Linked DNA regions of Triticum aestivum: region 2 is linked to region 1. The links are chromatin contacts, called in public Hi-C maps. All regions are on one chromosome and are shown on one strand. The core of a region is the stretch at or near the end of the contact, and the rest is flanking DNA. Distances in the headings are between cores, read along the strand shown.

Region 1 (2,900 bases), core at 282-2,781:
CGAAGAGCCGAGAAACTATGATAATGCAATCTTAATTGCGAATATAAATTAAGCAGCCAATAAAGGTATGGTTCTTGATACAGGATCGGGACAAGACGGTAGTCCTACACCTCTCACCTATGCAAATTGTTTCTGAGCTAAACAATGTCTAAACAAAACCAGAGTCTAAAACTCATGAATTGTGGAATATATATGGGGCCTAAGACAAGCAGGTGTATAAAAGGAAGGAATCGGTCTTATTTTTCGCCTCTGGGTTGGCTCACTTGAATTGGGTCTACGTTGCTTCGGGTTGTCTGTCTATACATGATGTGCTTGTGTGGATTGCCACCGGTGCCGCACCTCCATGGATTTGTATATGCCGTGCACATTTTTTTTCTGTGTCTCCCTCTCGCATCTTGGCACGCGGCTTATACTCCGTCATTTCCTAAATATAAGTTCTCTTTAGAGATTTTAATAAGGGACTTCATATGAAACAAAATGAGTGAATCTATACTCTAGAATATGTCTATATACATCCGTATGTAGTTTCTATTGAATTCTCTAAAAAGACTTATATTTAGAAACCGAGGGAGTACGATTCTATTAATTCTACATAAATAAAAGATTGTGTTGTATTTATCTCCTAAGCAACAAAATAATAATTTATATATTTAGTAATAGAACTCATTTGTAAAAATAAACGTGTGTGAAATTTTTGGTTGTATCCGATGTACCCATGTGCACACCAGAGAGATGTTGATAACTGAGTGAGAGAAGACGTAGATGGAGAAGATGAAAGCGTCAAAGCATATGGAGCTTGAGAGGAAGAGGGTGATGGAAGCATTGAGATTGAGAAGAAGGCGATGAGGGTCACGAGATTCACCAAGAACTAGTAGCCGAGAATCGTGTTGGCCGGTAGTAACTCATGGATGATGATGCCAAGAAGTGGCTCACCACCATGCGCAAAGACTCAAAGTGCACAGGAAACAAATCTTTGATTCATTTACTATGCCTGAATCATTAAAATATTTTTCATGGATCATATTTGAATTGCTAGGTTGTTTGCTTTTTTTTAACTGATGAATTGTTGTGTGCAATATTTATTGTCGAATGATCTACGTCACATGAGTTGCATAAATTTGGAGTTGGGAAATGTGGATACTGTTCTAGGGACGAATAGATGGGATTCAATTCCCGTTGTTCGCAGACATGCCTGGACATATCCGCGGACAAATGAGGGTCAAATTTAACACTTACCCTTGAAGAAGTTTAGAGAATAACAGCAGAAAATAAGAGAGAGAAGAAGTCTAGAGAACAGAGCTAGTCCACCATCACGACCATTCGCACCACAAAATCTACTCAAACCCAGCCTCTATTTCAGTTTTTCTACTCGAAAGGAAGCTAATTTGGATAATTTTTGGCATAAAAAGGATAAACTTGTGGGAACTGGCTCTATGGCTAGAGCCACACGCTCGAGAACAGTCCTGTCTTTCGCCATCCGTCCGCACGCACCATATATACCCGAGCCTTCCCCTCCGCTTCACCCAAGTCGCTCGCGCCCCTCTTCCTCTGTCTCCCTCTCCCAACACCAAAAGCAGCACCACAAAGCCAAGCTCTGCTCAGCTTTGCTCGCAACTCGCCTCCACACACACCCACAATGGCGGCTTCAGCAGCTTGCTCCTTCTTCTTTGATGCGGAGCCACTCGGCGAGCCCGGCATGCCCGCGCTGGACGCGTGCGCGCTCTGCGCCAAGCCGCTGGCGCACGACAGCGACATCTTCATGTACAGAGGGGACACGCCCTTCTGCAGCGAGGAGTGTCGCGACGAGCAGATGCAGCTCGACGCTATCTGCTCTAGGCAGGCCGCCCGGAGGCAGCAGCGGTTCTCGTCGGGATCGGATGCCCGGCGCTGGCATCAAGAGTCCGGGAAGGTGTCCGTCGCGAGCTAGCCGGCAAAGCTCGTACCCCAGTAGAGTAGAGCTTCATTGAATCAACGGGATCCGAAGAATCGCCGATCTGGTCTCTCCGGTCTATCTCTCGCCTGAGACGGAGAAGCAGTGAAGTAGTAGCACCTATCAAAGTTCATTTGCTGAGGCTCCGGCCATCTTGGTCGCCCACTGGACGCGTCCTTCTCCTGGCTTCCTTTTGCCTGTGTGTGTGTGTGTGTGTGTGTGTGTGTGTGTGTGTGTGTGTGTGTGTGTGTTTGTTTGTTTGAGGCTTGTGAACCGCGGCTGGTGCAAGTGCAGCAACATATGTAAATCCAAACCATTTGGAAATCCTCATTTCAACACAAAATTTGGCCCAAATTAAGATCATGACTTGTCTGGGTTTTATTTATGATCTCTGATGAGCGTTCATCGGTCCGATAAAACTATGCCTAAACCTAAATCTAGTATTTGTAGAGCATGGTTGCAGGCTGCTTGAACGAAACTATGTATTCCCTTCATCCATAATAATTGTCGTCGGATCGGAGGGAGTGGCTTCTTTACGAACCAAATGTACATGAGAATTCCTCTGTTAATCTGAAGACAGAGGATGATGTGGCTTCGTTATGAATTAAACGGCCGTTTAAAATTCCCCTGTTAATCATGTAGACAGGGGATGGACTTGCACAAGATTTTGGGAAGATTCCAACTTAGTTATGTTAGTGCACGCTACGGCAAAAGGTGAAAAAGGACATGAAAAAGATTCGTTAAGCATTCACTTCACTTTGTGTTGATGTTGTTATAATGATTTTCCTCGAGATTATTTTGTGACTCGCTATGCATTCACATTATTTTGTTTTGTTATTAATGAGATGATTTAACGATTTTCCTTGTTCCGCCAGATCAAGATGATAGGGATTTAACTCCATTTTCTGACGACCAATTCACGTGCTGTTAGTAAACGCATGGAGCAGAAACAAAAGTTATGTTTTCACCA
Region 2 (2,900 bases), core at 103-2,602, 470 kb after region 1:
ATATCTCATTTAGATGAGTTTTAGGTACTCAAAAAAACGTAGCAACAACAAATCTATCTCATGAAGCCCGTAGATTTCACCTTACCTGCACTGGAGTGCATGTGCAGCGGAGAATCGTTTAGGCAAATCTAGGCCTTAAACAAGCTTATTCAAGGCTTCATTAGGGGGAAAGCTCTCGGATTCCCTCGCCACGTTACGGCCACCTACGAACGGAGGCCATGACGCACGAGGCGTCGGGTCGTTTTGCCTTCGGCCGGGAGGAACCGGCTCGCCAAAGGCATCTCGGGTGCCGGTGGTTCGGGGGGCACCGGCCGGAGCCCCGCACGTGGCCGGATCGCACCCATGCGCACGCCGTGGTGCTCTGCGATCGAAGCTCCGTCTAGTCGCCGCCATGTGACGCTAGAAAAGTTCCATGACCGTTCTAGCAGCTGTTGGTTACGGTGGACGAGATTCTATCACGGCGTGTTGCTGTGGCACCGGTTAATGTCTCGGCGTTGGTCGCCGTGAACCAGATGCTACGGCGTGTCACTGTGCCAGAGGTTAATGTCTCGGCGTTGGACTGGCCTGGAGTGTTGTTTTCTTCAAGGAGGAGGATGAGGACGACGACGGCGAAGACGAGAGATTTGAACGGTAAACCGGGTGCTTGCTTACAATGGTTTTAATGGCGGGCCGCTTTCGACGACGACGGACGCTCTTGTCGTGCTCTGAGCTAAAAGGACGCCTGCGAAGGCGACAAGAGCTGGTGCTCTCTTTTTTCTCCCACGGGGGCGGGAGGGATGTGCTCATTCCGCGCTGTTAAGACAATGACCCCCGATGACATATGTACACGGGTTGCATAATTTAGGTGCAACTTCGCAGGAAAACAAAACAAATAATATGGGAGGTGCTGTCATTTCCTTGCTATCATATTGCATCTGAATTGGTCCAAGCAAGACCGTATTCAGTCCAGTGCAGTGCGTCAATGGGTGCAGACTATTTCAGCACATGTCCGCTGGATACAGTGGTAAACACATGGATGATGGATCATGTTTATCGAACCCAAGTTATGAAGCATCTTGTACAATCTAAACAGCAAATGGCTGTTAAGAGTAAGAATACTGTACCAATGGAGAAGTATTATCCGATTCATTTCTCTGCGATTTACCATGTGCAAAGGTCGATGCAGAGAGTGGTTCTTGGTGCAGAATCGATCGTTCAGGACCGTTTCCATCAGACCAAAAACAAAAAAATGTAAAGCTCCGGTTCCTTGCCTTTGGCTTCTATTCATGGCACTGCTCTCCTCCGGTGTGAATTAGCAGCCTCTCAACGTTCGTCGGAGGCTAAAAATGGAGCTGGGCCGTGCCCTATTTGTGCACACCCCCCGGAAGACGGCAAGCCAGCCGAGCCTCCTTGACATTTAGTGCCATGTCAAGGCGGCATTGCTCCCAATTCTAAGGCTGTTCGCCGCCGCAGGCAGCATGATGAAGGGGGCCGGCGCCATGAGCACGATGAAGCCGCCGTCATCGCCCTTGTACTACGTCCACGAGGCGGACGGCCACGGCCACCACTACCTCGAGGAGTGCTCCCTCTGCGGCAAGTCCCTCTCCGGCGACATCTTCATGTACAGGTCCGTCAATCGGCCAGGCGTTCAGTCCCAGCTGCAATGCGATTATGCGACCATCTTGTCTGGGACTCTGGATACGTGACTACGTACGTGTGTTGTGCAGGGGTGACACGCCGTTCTGCAGCGAGGAGTGCAGGCATCAGCAGATCGAGGTGGACAGGGCGAGGCACCGGCGGAAGAAGCACGCGGCGGCGCACGCGGTGTCGGCGGCGCGGAAGGAGCAGCACCGGCACCACCACCACCACCACCACCACCATCATCATCACCGTCAGCACCAGCACCAGCACCAGCCGCATCAGCCGCCGCCGGAGCCGCGGACGGCCATGGTGGGCTCCGCCCCGTGGGCCGACGCCGGGTTCGCCGCGAGGAGCCCCGCGTTGCGCGTGTGACGCTCCCATCAAACCGCACCCGATCTTCGGCGACCTCAGTCTGGCACACGTACGTACAGTACAGGACGACGGACATATACGTACACGTACTCATACGTCTACGACTACACGCGCCAGCATACGGGTTTAGGGACCGGTTGCATATACTAGTGGTGTACGTACGTACACGCCTGATCGAGGGTCCCGTTGTTCCACGGGCGGCTGGACATGGAGGTTTTTTCACAAATAGTGTGTCCCGATCGAGGTTAGAACTTTAGAGCCACGAGAGTGCGAGCCATTGTTGCATGCAATGCAATGCATGGGCTCCCTCTCCATCTTTCTCGCCCCAGATTAACTTGGCTGTTTGTTCTGCTTTTGTGGAATGGGATTGATTTTCCGTACCAAACGCTCTAGATGTAAATCTTGTTGTTACTTTGATCAATATATGTGTTTTCTTGTACACGTTCCTGAACCCTGAATGGAAGTGCAACGAGACAGAGAAAGTGTGGCTGCATGATACTACTAGCATGTAGGAAAAACCGAACATAATAGTCAGGTTCAGAGTTCAGAGTGGTGATGCATCGAAGGTTCAGAGCTTCTTGCTCACTGTTTCTGTAGCAGCGCCGATTCCGGAGTGGATTTGACAGTGTCATCGCATCGCCAAGGATGGCGACGTGAGACATATTTTAGTGCGCATACTTGCGGACCAAGGCGATCTCGATTCACTATGAAAGATTAGTTCTGTAATCAAGTATCCCAATACTCCGAGACGAATCAAAATTGGACGGCCAATGGAGTCACTCAGCGGCATAAACTATGCCGGTCTAGCTTCTTTTAAAAGTCACCCGAGATGCGTAGGATCGGATGCCCCCACTAATATTGTAACGAATGCAATCGATCCCATAGATCGTGTGCAAGATTTCTTGCCT

What was found. Hi-C and Micro-C count contacts between places; a contact is called where the count stands out from the background.
Region 2: a contact with region 1 is called in a Hi-C map of leaf, with 4 times the contacts expected there. The contact joins the promoter of LOC123042067 here to the promoter of LOC123042065 in region 1. A contact is called at or near these places in 2 of 5 Hi-C or Micro-C datasets (both in leaf).

Annotation. Positions count from the first base shown.
Region 1 is chr2B:681,235,213-681,238,112 of IWGSC CS RefSeq v2.1, forward strand. LOC123042065 (FCS-Like Zinc finger 2) reads left to right here and starts at 1,532. Exons shown (of 1, transcript XM_044464591.1): 1 at 1,532-2,293. The coding sequence starts at 1,637. The coding sequence ends at 1,927.
Region 2 is chr2B:681,700,462-681,703,361 of IWGSC CS RefSeq v2.1, forward strand. It overlaps LOC123042067 (histidine-rich glycoprotein), which reads left to right and starts at 1,353. Exons shown (of 2, transcript XM_044464592.1): 1 at 1,353-1,606; 2 at 1,707-2,431. The coding sequence starts at 1,458. The coding sequence ends at 1,992.